Regions from separate parts of the Mus musculus genome. Here region 1 is linked to region 2. The links are chromatin contacts, called in public HiChIP or PLAC-seq maps. All regions are on one chromosome and are shown on one strand. Each heading gives the region's core, a stretch centred on a gene start, on an enhancer-like site or on the middle of the called end of the contact. The rest is flanking DNA. Distances are from core to core; before and after follow the strand shown. Region 1 overlaps Fndc3b (fibronectin type III domain containing 3B). Region 2 overlaps Fndc3b (fibronectin type III domain containing 3B).

What was found. HiChIP or PLAC-seq counts read pairs in DNA pulled down with a chosen protein or histone mark.
Region 1: a FOXA1 HiChIP or PLAC-seq map of pancreatic cancer cells shows a contact between it and region 2. The contact joins two enhancer-like sites. A contact is called at or near these places in 1 of 484 Hi-C or Micro-C datasets (granulosa cells) and 3 of 115 datasets of contacts at active chromatin or transcription factors (cardiomyocytes, heart atrium and pancreatic cancer cells).

Annotation. Positions count from the first base shown.
Region 1 is chr3:27,650,086-27,654,314 of GRCm38.p6, forward strand. The region is part of intron 1 of Fndc3b (fibronectin type III domain containing 3B); the gene reads right to left. Among named protein-coding and RNA genes, the nearest start is that of Fndc3b, 58 kb to the right of the region's middle. Within about 2 kb of position 2,781, at least 60 of the 459 cell types and tissues checked have an H3K27ac peak or open chromatin away from gene starts, as enhancers often do. A contact at or near this core is called in pancreatic cancer cells, where this site is marked.
Region 2 is chr3:27,548,765-27,553,390 of GRCm38.p6, forward strand. All of the region lies in intron 4 of Fndc3b (fibronectin type III domain containing 3B), which reads right to left. Among named protein-coding and RNA genes, the nearest start is that of Mir3092, 34 kb to the right of the region's middle. Within about 2 kb of position 2,432, at least 9 of the 459 cell types and tissues checked have an H3K27ac peak or open chromatin away from gene starts, as enhancers often do. A contact at or near this core is called in pancreatic cancer cells, where this site is marked.

The DNA of each region.
Region 1 (4,229 bases), core at 1,531-4,030, 100 kb after region 2:
ATTTGTAGTAAAAATGAAAAAAGAAATCAAAATCTGACATAGAGTTATATGGCGGCGAGTAAAGAAAAGGATGCACACGAGAGCCTCCCGCTCGAGGTGATCACTACTTATACTGCTGTCAGTCACAAGGATTGACAGTTTCCTAAGAGCGCACTTCCTTCCTTCTCTTTATGAGCAAGCCTCAGAAAGAAGCGAGCCTGCAAACCAGCAAGACAGCGGCTGTAAGCAGTCCGCCATAGATGCTCTGTCAAACACCATCTGACACTCCATTTCCATCTTCCCTTTTCTACCTCATCCTGGTTTTCTGTTTGTTTCGTTTCTGGTTTTTGGTTTTTTGAGACAGGGTTTCTCTGTGTAGCTCTAGCTGTCCTGGAACGCACTCTGTAGACCAAGCTGGCTTCAAAGTCACAGAGATGTGCCTGCTTCTGCCTCCTGGGTGCTGAGGTTAAAGGCATGAGCCACCACCAGGCTCAAATACTGGTTTTGAAAAATAATTTCCTGTGACTCCCGATTCGGAACCTAGAAACTCAGAAGCTGCCAACATTGCTATCCGGCCTTTGCAGCAAAGCTAACCTGGGTTTGTTTGTTTGTTTGTTTGTTTATTGGATTTAGTTTTATATATGAGTGTTTTGCTTGAATGTACAACTGTGTACCACATGTATGCTTAGTGCTCGAGGAGGTCAGAAGACGACATCAGGTCCCCTGCAACTGGGTTTTGGATGGTTATGAGCCAACATGTGGTTGCTAGGAATCAAAATGGGATCTTCTGCAAGCACAGGTACTCTTAATCTCTGAGCCATCTCTCCAGTCCCCTAACCAGGGCTTTTAATAAAACAACTATGGAAATAACAACAGAATTCATAGAGGGAAGGTACTAAAACAACACGGAAACACATCAAAGTCTCCATTTAAAATCCTAAGATCTGCTCATGTGCACTCGCGCACACGCACACATGCACACACACACACACACACACACACACACACACTGTTGTCTTGCCCACTTCCTGCATCCTTTCCCAGGAGCACTGCACTGTATCATCACAGTGGCCACCGTGAGCCTGATGCAGGGTCACAGACATTAGACACAAAAGCCCAGGGGTGGTTAGGCGGATTTCCTTACACTAAATCGTTCCTGCACACTTTCTATGGACACGAGGAAGGGTACCTGGCACAGGTAAATCCTCCCCTTGGCTGTTTTAGAAACCAAATTAAATAGTTAGAGGGAAAGGATGTGAAGGAACAGAGGAGGAAGAGTAATGGTTAACTGAGTTTTTGCCGCGCTCCACTGTGAAAACAGCTCAAAAGGGCCAGCTTGGGGGGGGGGGGGGGAGGGTAGAAAGGAGGAGGGAGAATGGAGGGGGAAGGGACCAGATGGGGAGGCTGTCACAACACTCACTACTAGAAAATGAAAGTTTTAATCTGGAGTTTATCAGGAATTGACTCTAAAGTTGAACAATTAATTCTGTGTTTTATAAAGTAGCAGAATTAGAGAAGAGCCCTCACACTCCTTTCTGCTCTTAAGAGATTATGTTTTTAGCACCAATTCCCTGCCCTGCTTACTCACTACAGATTAAACTAAAGCTAGAATCAAACGGGAGCCTGTGACGCCTGAACTGTCTTACTGGTTCGGGAGTGGCTTCGGCCTCCTTATTAAAGGGAGGAAGAACTTCAGTCGAAGGATGAGAACCAAAACACACGGTTGTGCTGGCGGCTGCTGTGTTTTTATGCCAATGAAATCTAATTTTACAGCTGAGTTCTACCCTGTGCAGGAAAGACACTTGCCATGGCTTGCCACCTGAATGAAGGAAAGGGAGGTGATAATTGCTCATGCAGAAAACCCTCTTGAGACATGAGCAGTACCGAGAGGTATGTGCCCAGCTGGTTGGTTGAGGCACGAATAGTCTGGAATTTGCCTTCTTGTCTGATATGTATTCATTAGTGAAGTCAAATCACAGCCGTCTGGAAAAAAAAATCTTAAGCTTAAAAATATTCTGGCTTTTTGCATCCAATTAGAAGCATGGAAGCTCTGACAGAAATCCTGTGAAATAGAGTTCTTTCCATTAAAAATAAAACTATAGCAGAACAAAATGAATGGCAAGCCCCCCGAGAACTCCCATCCTGCTCTCGAGAGAAAGGGAAGGAAACTAACTCATTGGCTGTGCAGGCCTGTCATCGACACTCCACAGATCCATAGGTGTGGGCTGGGGACAGAACCTCGAGTGCTCATGGCCTAGCTCCACACCTGGACACCTGACAGGCCAGGACAGTGGTCACAGACACTTTTCTCCTTGTAACTTGGCTTTGAATATACTTTTAAGTGGCTTTCGTGAAGTCATTCACAGTACAGTCATGGCAGAACACCCAGAGTTACTTAGGGAAAGTACTATTTTCAGGAGAGGAAAAAAGTCCAAATATAAGTTCTCTATGAATATACAGAGGTTTCTTTCATAGCACGCCCCACAGACCAAACTTTTAGAGGAAAAAAAAAAAAAAAAGGAAAAAAGTTACATCACCGTATATACACAATCTCTAGACCCCAAATCCATATCTCAGCTCTGCAAATATTAACCGAGAGAGGAAAGGGGCTTATCTACGGAAAACGTTTACCAAGGGTTGGTTTGTTTAGTTCATTGTTTTTGAATGGTATTTAAGTAAGGCTGCTGACAGAACCAGACACTTTTACTGGAACACTTAGATTCCAGGGCCCTTCATACCACAGTACCTCTGACACCCCGCCTGGACATCCCAAGGATGGCAGCCTAGCATCACAAGAAAACATTCCAGAACGATGAGCCCTGCTCACTTGCAGCCGAGTCAGCTTAGCAGCATATTTTTGCTAAGGATGACTGTAACTGCAAACATGTATTTTCTATAAGTGAGATGTGGAATTTCGTGTATATTTCCTTCTACTCTTTCTCAAGGGACAATATAAGGAAAGTCAGAATCAGTCTGGGCCACCGTGAACGCCTGCTATGGTGGTCGAGTAGGAGTCAGAGACCCTGTGATCCCTTCCAGGCCCAGCGCACGCCCAGGCAGCCTGCAGGCACAGCATGCCTGGCACCCTGGAAGCACTTAGGCAGACCCTGCTGTATTTCAGGTGTCTGAATACTTCTGCACAGGCTCCCTGACTCTCAATCTCTCTGCCTACAGAATAAGTAATTGGTTCTTCAGCACATGACTTCTAGATCATGTCATACAACCAACCTGCATTTTTATATCTCTACTTAGAGATCTAGTATGAATGAAGCTCACATGTAAACTATCTCAACACCTGCCTGGGTACTAACAACTAAGTATAGCACCCTTTAGCGGGGGAGGGAGAAGGCTTTTAAGCATAATCAACAAGTTGCTTTCTGGAAGGGTCTGCAGGAGTTCTGAGCATCATTCACACTAATTCTATCAGGCCTCACGACATTCCTGTGAATGGTCAGCACAACTTCCATGACATCTAAGTCTCTGCCCAGGAGAAGTAGGAAGTGCAGACACCGGCAATGAGCCAGGGCTCCTAGTGAGCTCTCAGAGATCAGGGACTCTCAGCACAGAACAAACCTGGATGAGTGGACAGACGCAAAATGGCCAGGCCAGAGGGTTTGATGGCTAGATGAAATGACCACAAAGACCAAACCCAGAAGAGGTAAATTCTACAGGGACCCTAAGAGTGCCACACCTTGTCTCCCAGGCGTACCCAATCCCTTCTACAATGGCAAAGAGCTTTCAGGCTTCAGTGAAACCTTACCAAGACAGAGACCTCAGAACGTTTTAAGATAGATACCTTGAGGAATGTTAAGTTACTCCATCATCCAATCTCTTAGCCCAGATGGCAAAGACTTAGCACACAGGATGGAGAGGGAACTCCATGGTAAAGGTACCTGCTTTTACTTCAAGCCAATCCCTGCAACCAACATGGGGGAAGGAGAGGGCCAAACCTAACCTTTGTAACATATTCATACTCATACACACACAACCACACACACTGTAACATACATACACACACTCATACACATACAATCACACATTCTGTAACACACACACACACACAAGAAAGTGTAACAAGGCATTTAAAAAAACTTAAGAGCAGGAAAAAAAGGCAGAAATAAAATATAAAGAGCTAAAGTGGCCCCCTGGTGACAGGAGGTGTGTCATCATTAAACACAGAAGCAAAATGACTACAGGAGAGGGCAGCTAGGCAAGTCACAGACTGCTGGGGAGTTTCTCAGAGTGAGCTG
Region 2 (4,626 bases), core at 1,182-3,681:
AGCAGACGTTACAGTCTCCTTCCATCAGCCCAGGCTGTCAGGCTTGGTGGAAAACATGTTACCCACCAGCCACCTTTGCTGGATCACAAATCAAATTTAAATGCATTTATCAATCTATTTTTTTCCCTTTCTCCATGCCAAGGGGTATATAATTTCAATGAGTACTGATTTAATAGCTAATGCCGTCAAAGGATGGCTAGAGGTATGAAATAAGAAGCTATTCTTCTTGACCAATTTCTTTATTACATCAGTCAACTTGGAGAAAGAAGACTGTTTTCCCAAATGGCAAACACCTACTTGGACTGTCAACTCTCTCCATATGCTTTTCAGATCTTTGGGTCAATATGAAGTATTCCTACACCACTTGAACAAGCCATTATAAATTAGTTTGAAATGTGGAAACTAAGGCTCAGGGCATCTGCTTAAGACATCTTCACTCATAAATGATCTGGAAAGCTAATGATGGAGGGGAAGGAACCACGGACCACAGCCAACGTACAATGAAAAGACCACTGAGCAAGGTGGTCCCTGCCAGACACTCCAGATTTCCAGAGCAGTCTTTTTCATCCTGATGCCTATACTAAATGCCACAATTTCTACCACATCAAGTAGGCATTTACGTACTCAGCAAAGAAAGTGGACAAGTTACATGAGAAGTGATCACAAATCTGATGTAGGCCTCCACTGAAGCCCCATTATTTCCAAGTGATCCTGCCTGACCCAATTTCTACCCTCTCCATCAACGACTCTCAACCTTTCTAATACAGCGACACATGGTGACTCCCAACCATAAAGTTATTCTCATTGCATAATTTTGATAGTGTTGTGAATCATAATGTAAATATCTGTGTTTTCCAATGGTCTCAGGAGACCCCTGGGAAAGGATCATTCAATACACCCCACAAAAAAGGGGGGTGCAACCGATGGGTTGAGACCCACTGCCCTGGATGTTTTAGGTTATAGAGGTGGAAGCGGTGACTGCAGACGGGGTGAGTTCCCTCTAAAATGTCCTCTCCTGATTACCAGCTTGTAGGTATTCAGAGCCGCCATGGAAACAAGGCACTGGCAAGTCTGTGGGGCACTTTCTATATCCCATTACCTCAGGTAGGAAGACCCACCCTCAGTGTGGCTGGACTCCCAGGCTGCACAGGAGAGCTGGCAGCAGCATCTGCCTCTTCCTTCTTTCTGACTGTGGTTGCGATGTGACAGCGACTCCACTCTCCTGCCTTCCTGCCTCCCCTGCGATGTGACAGCTACTCCACTCTCCTGCCTTCTTGCTTCCCCTGCTATGGCAGACTGTTGCTTTTGTCAAAGACTTTGTCAGAACAAGAAGGAAAATAACGGACACATTTGTTTTCTAAAAGTTGAGTGCTTTTTCTCAAGTTGAGAAGGTCAGGTAAAATTTTTTTCTCAAATCTTTCTCAACTCCATAGTCAACCAAAATTAAAGCAACACACACACACACACACACACACAATATCAAGTACAATGACCAGATCCCAGCTGCTCAGTCCAAGTACTTGTGTCCCTGGGGCAGACTTCCTCACCTAAGGACAGCCCTTTGACCACTGCCTCTCGCTGCCCATAGGTCTACCCTTCTCTAAGACAATCTTCACATGACTGGCACAAGCATCTTATGCAAGTATTTCCTGGATGTATCAGTTTGTCTTTTGAAGGCTTTTGCTCCTCAATATCAACACTCTTTACTGCTATAGTTCAAGATGTGTGACATAGGCTGGAGAGATGGCTCAGCAGTTAAGAACACTGACTGCTCTTCCAAAGGTCCCGAGTTCAAATCCCAGCAACCACATGGTGGCTCACAACTATGTGCAATGAGATCTGCTGCCCTCTTCTGGTTTGTTTGAAGACTGCTAGGGTACTTAGATATAATAATAAATTAATCTTTAAAAAAAACAAAACATGTGCAACACATCTTTAATCATCTACTTTGCCTTGTTCTTTATGTTTCTTATCCCAACAGGCCATCCACAGACCACCATTCACACACAAGTATCAGGCACACTGTACACCAACACTTGCTCAGCAGTGCAGGCAGGTCTCCAGCAAGACAGGCTCTGTCACTGACTTCCAGACTATGGGCAAAGAAAAAGAATCTGGTCTGTCAGAATGGAGAAAATTACAGCCATAACTATACAAACGGGTGCGTTATCCCAGAAACTCCCACCAAAAGCACCAAGAGGTGAAACATTTCCCCAGCTACAGTTATGATTTGCCTTTTTGTTAGCTGCAGTCAATTTATCCCACCTCCCTTCTCTCCTGTGACAGCTTTGTTCAATATGATTTACACAGCAGAAAGTCCATCCTTTGAAAATGTCTGACAGTAGATTTTGCCACAGTCATAGGCTTGACTGCCATCACCACTATGTACTTTCTGATTATCCAAACACACACTGCCACCACCCATGAGGCAAGCAGTTAGTCACTCCTCATGACTCCACCCCCAGCCCCTGGCAATCACTAGGTGTCTGTGGGTTCGCTAACTATAGATGTTTCACATAAACAAGATGACACACTATGCAGCTCTTGTGCCGAGCTTATTTCCAATGAGGACACGATTTTCAATATTTAGCTGGGTGTTTTAATAGAATACTGGTTCATTCTCATGGCTGAGTGGATCTATCAAATTATGGTCACCTATCCATTCACAAGCCATCAGACATGTGGGTTGTTCCCACCTTGAAGTCATTGTGATTGATTGTTATGGACACTTGTGTACATGTGTTTGTACAATCTCTTTCTGCCTACACATCTAAGGATGCTGCTGCTGCTGCTAGGTCATATGGGAGGTACCCCTGTTTGACCACTTGAGACCACTGTCCAGAGTGGGCGGCTTCTCTGACACTACCTTATATAGTATATGATCCCCCCCGCCCCCCATGTTTCATCATCCTTAGTAATTCTTACGTTATCTCTTTTGTCCTGAGGTGTAGCCACCTCAGAGTGTGCAATACATGCCGAATACCTTTTCTAGTCTTTGCTGGCTATGTGTATCTCCACAATGGAGAATGTCTAATGCCTTAGTGTTTTTGTTTGGTTTCATTCATTGGTTGTTTTGCAGTGCTGGATAGGAATTGAGGGCCTTAGCTGTGTACAGCAAATACTCTGCAGACTCTCCAGCATTTGGATAACTCTGACAATGTCTTGCCATGTAGCCTAGGCAGGCCTTGATTTCTCATACATTGGCTTGATTATACATAACACTGGCTCTTACTTTTAGCCGTCTTTGAACTGTCTTGGATATCTTCTGTCTGGAACACATACAAGTTCCATTTGTGAACAGATAGAATTGTCTTTGCTCATTTCACTGTTCAGGCTGTTGTAGCTAAGAATCCGTCTTACACAGTAAGTTCAGGAAAGTCTACTCCCAAAATCTTACAATTTTAGTCTTCACTTTTGCTCCCAATCCATTCTGAGTATATGTTTGTGTAAGATGTGAGGTGAAGGTTCAATGTCATTAATTTTAAAGGTGTGAAGATCTAGTTATCCCAGCTCCAATGGCATCATGACTTTTTCCCTTGGCTGGATTATCTTAGGGTTCCCTTCTTTCTTACATACACACACACACACACACACACACACACACACACACATATATATATATATATACATACATACATATATGTATATGTATATATATATGTATATGTATATATATACACACATATATACATATATATACTTATACTGTTTCAATCTTTGCAAATATAGACCATTCTGATCTTGCTGTTTTCCAAGTATCATATATTCTATTCCTCTACCTGAACCTCTCTCATGTCGTGATATATCACCTAACAGATGAGATGTGTTCCACCATATGCACACCACTGAAGGTACTTACAGAGACTGAGGCAACTACAAAACCACTGCTGTATCCACTCTATAGGACTATCATCATACATGAAGTCTGTCACCGACTAAAACATTATGTGATGTGCATCTTACTAAGCTTCCTCCCCCGTCCCAAATTCTGTTTATACATTCATTAAAAAACCTCTTCTATGCCAGCCAATATCCTATGTGTTAATATAAAAAAAACACATGAGGTAATGATAGCACTTGGGGACATATGAAATGTATTACATTCTATGACAGAGACAGGACAAAGGTCTCTTTTGTATTGAAAGAACAGAATGGCTATTCTGGTTGGCAGTTCTTAAAGGATTACCTCCACCAGGAGGGCCACTGGGCCAGAAAGAGCGGCTGAACTGCTGGACAAACAAGAGCTCTGAGCATTTCAGTCCGCAAAACAATGAGCACAAATACACACCATTAAGAAAAGTTATTATCTAGAAACTAATGTTTACCATGCTGAAATGTGGTTGACAGAGCACCACTCGAAGGTAAGCAAGACTGAGGGACAGTGGCCTCGAGACCTGAGTGATATGCCCACGTGTGCTTCAGCACTGGACATGAAAACAGAACCGACCAGTTACAAGCATTCCTGACAAAACCAATCCTGCTGAAGTGGGATTTCTCTTGGTTTTAAATGTTATGTTTCTTTCTGTGCTGGCCAGTCTTATGCCACCTTGACACGCGAACTAGAGTTATCTGCAAGGAGGAAACCTCAGTTAAGGAAATGCTGCCTCCATAAGACCTAGTTGTAGG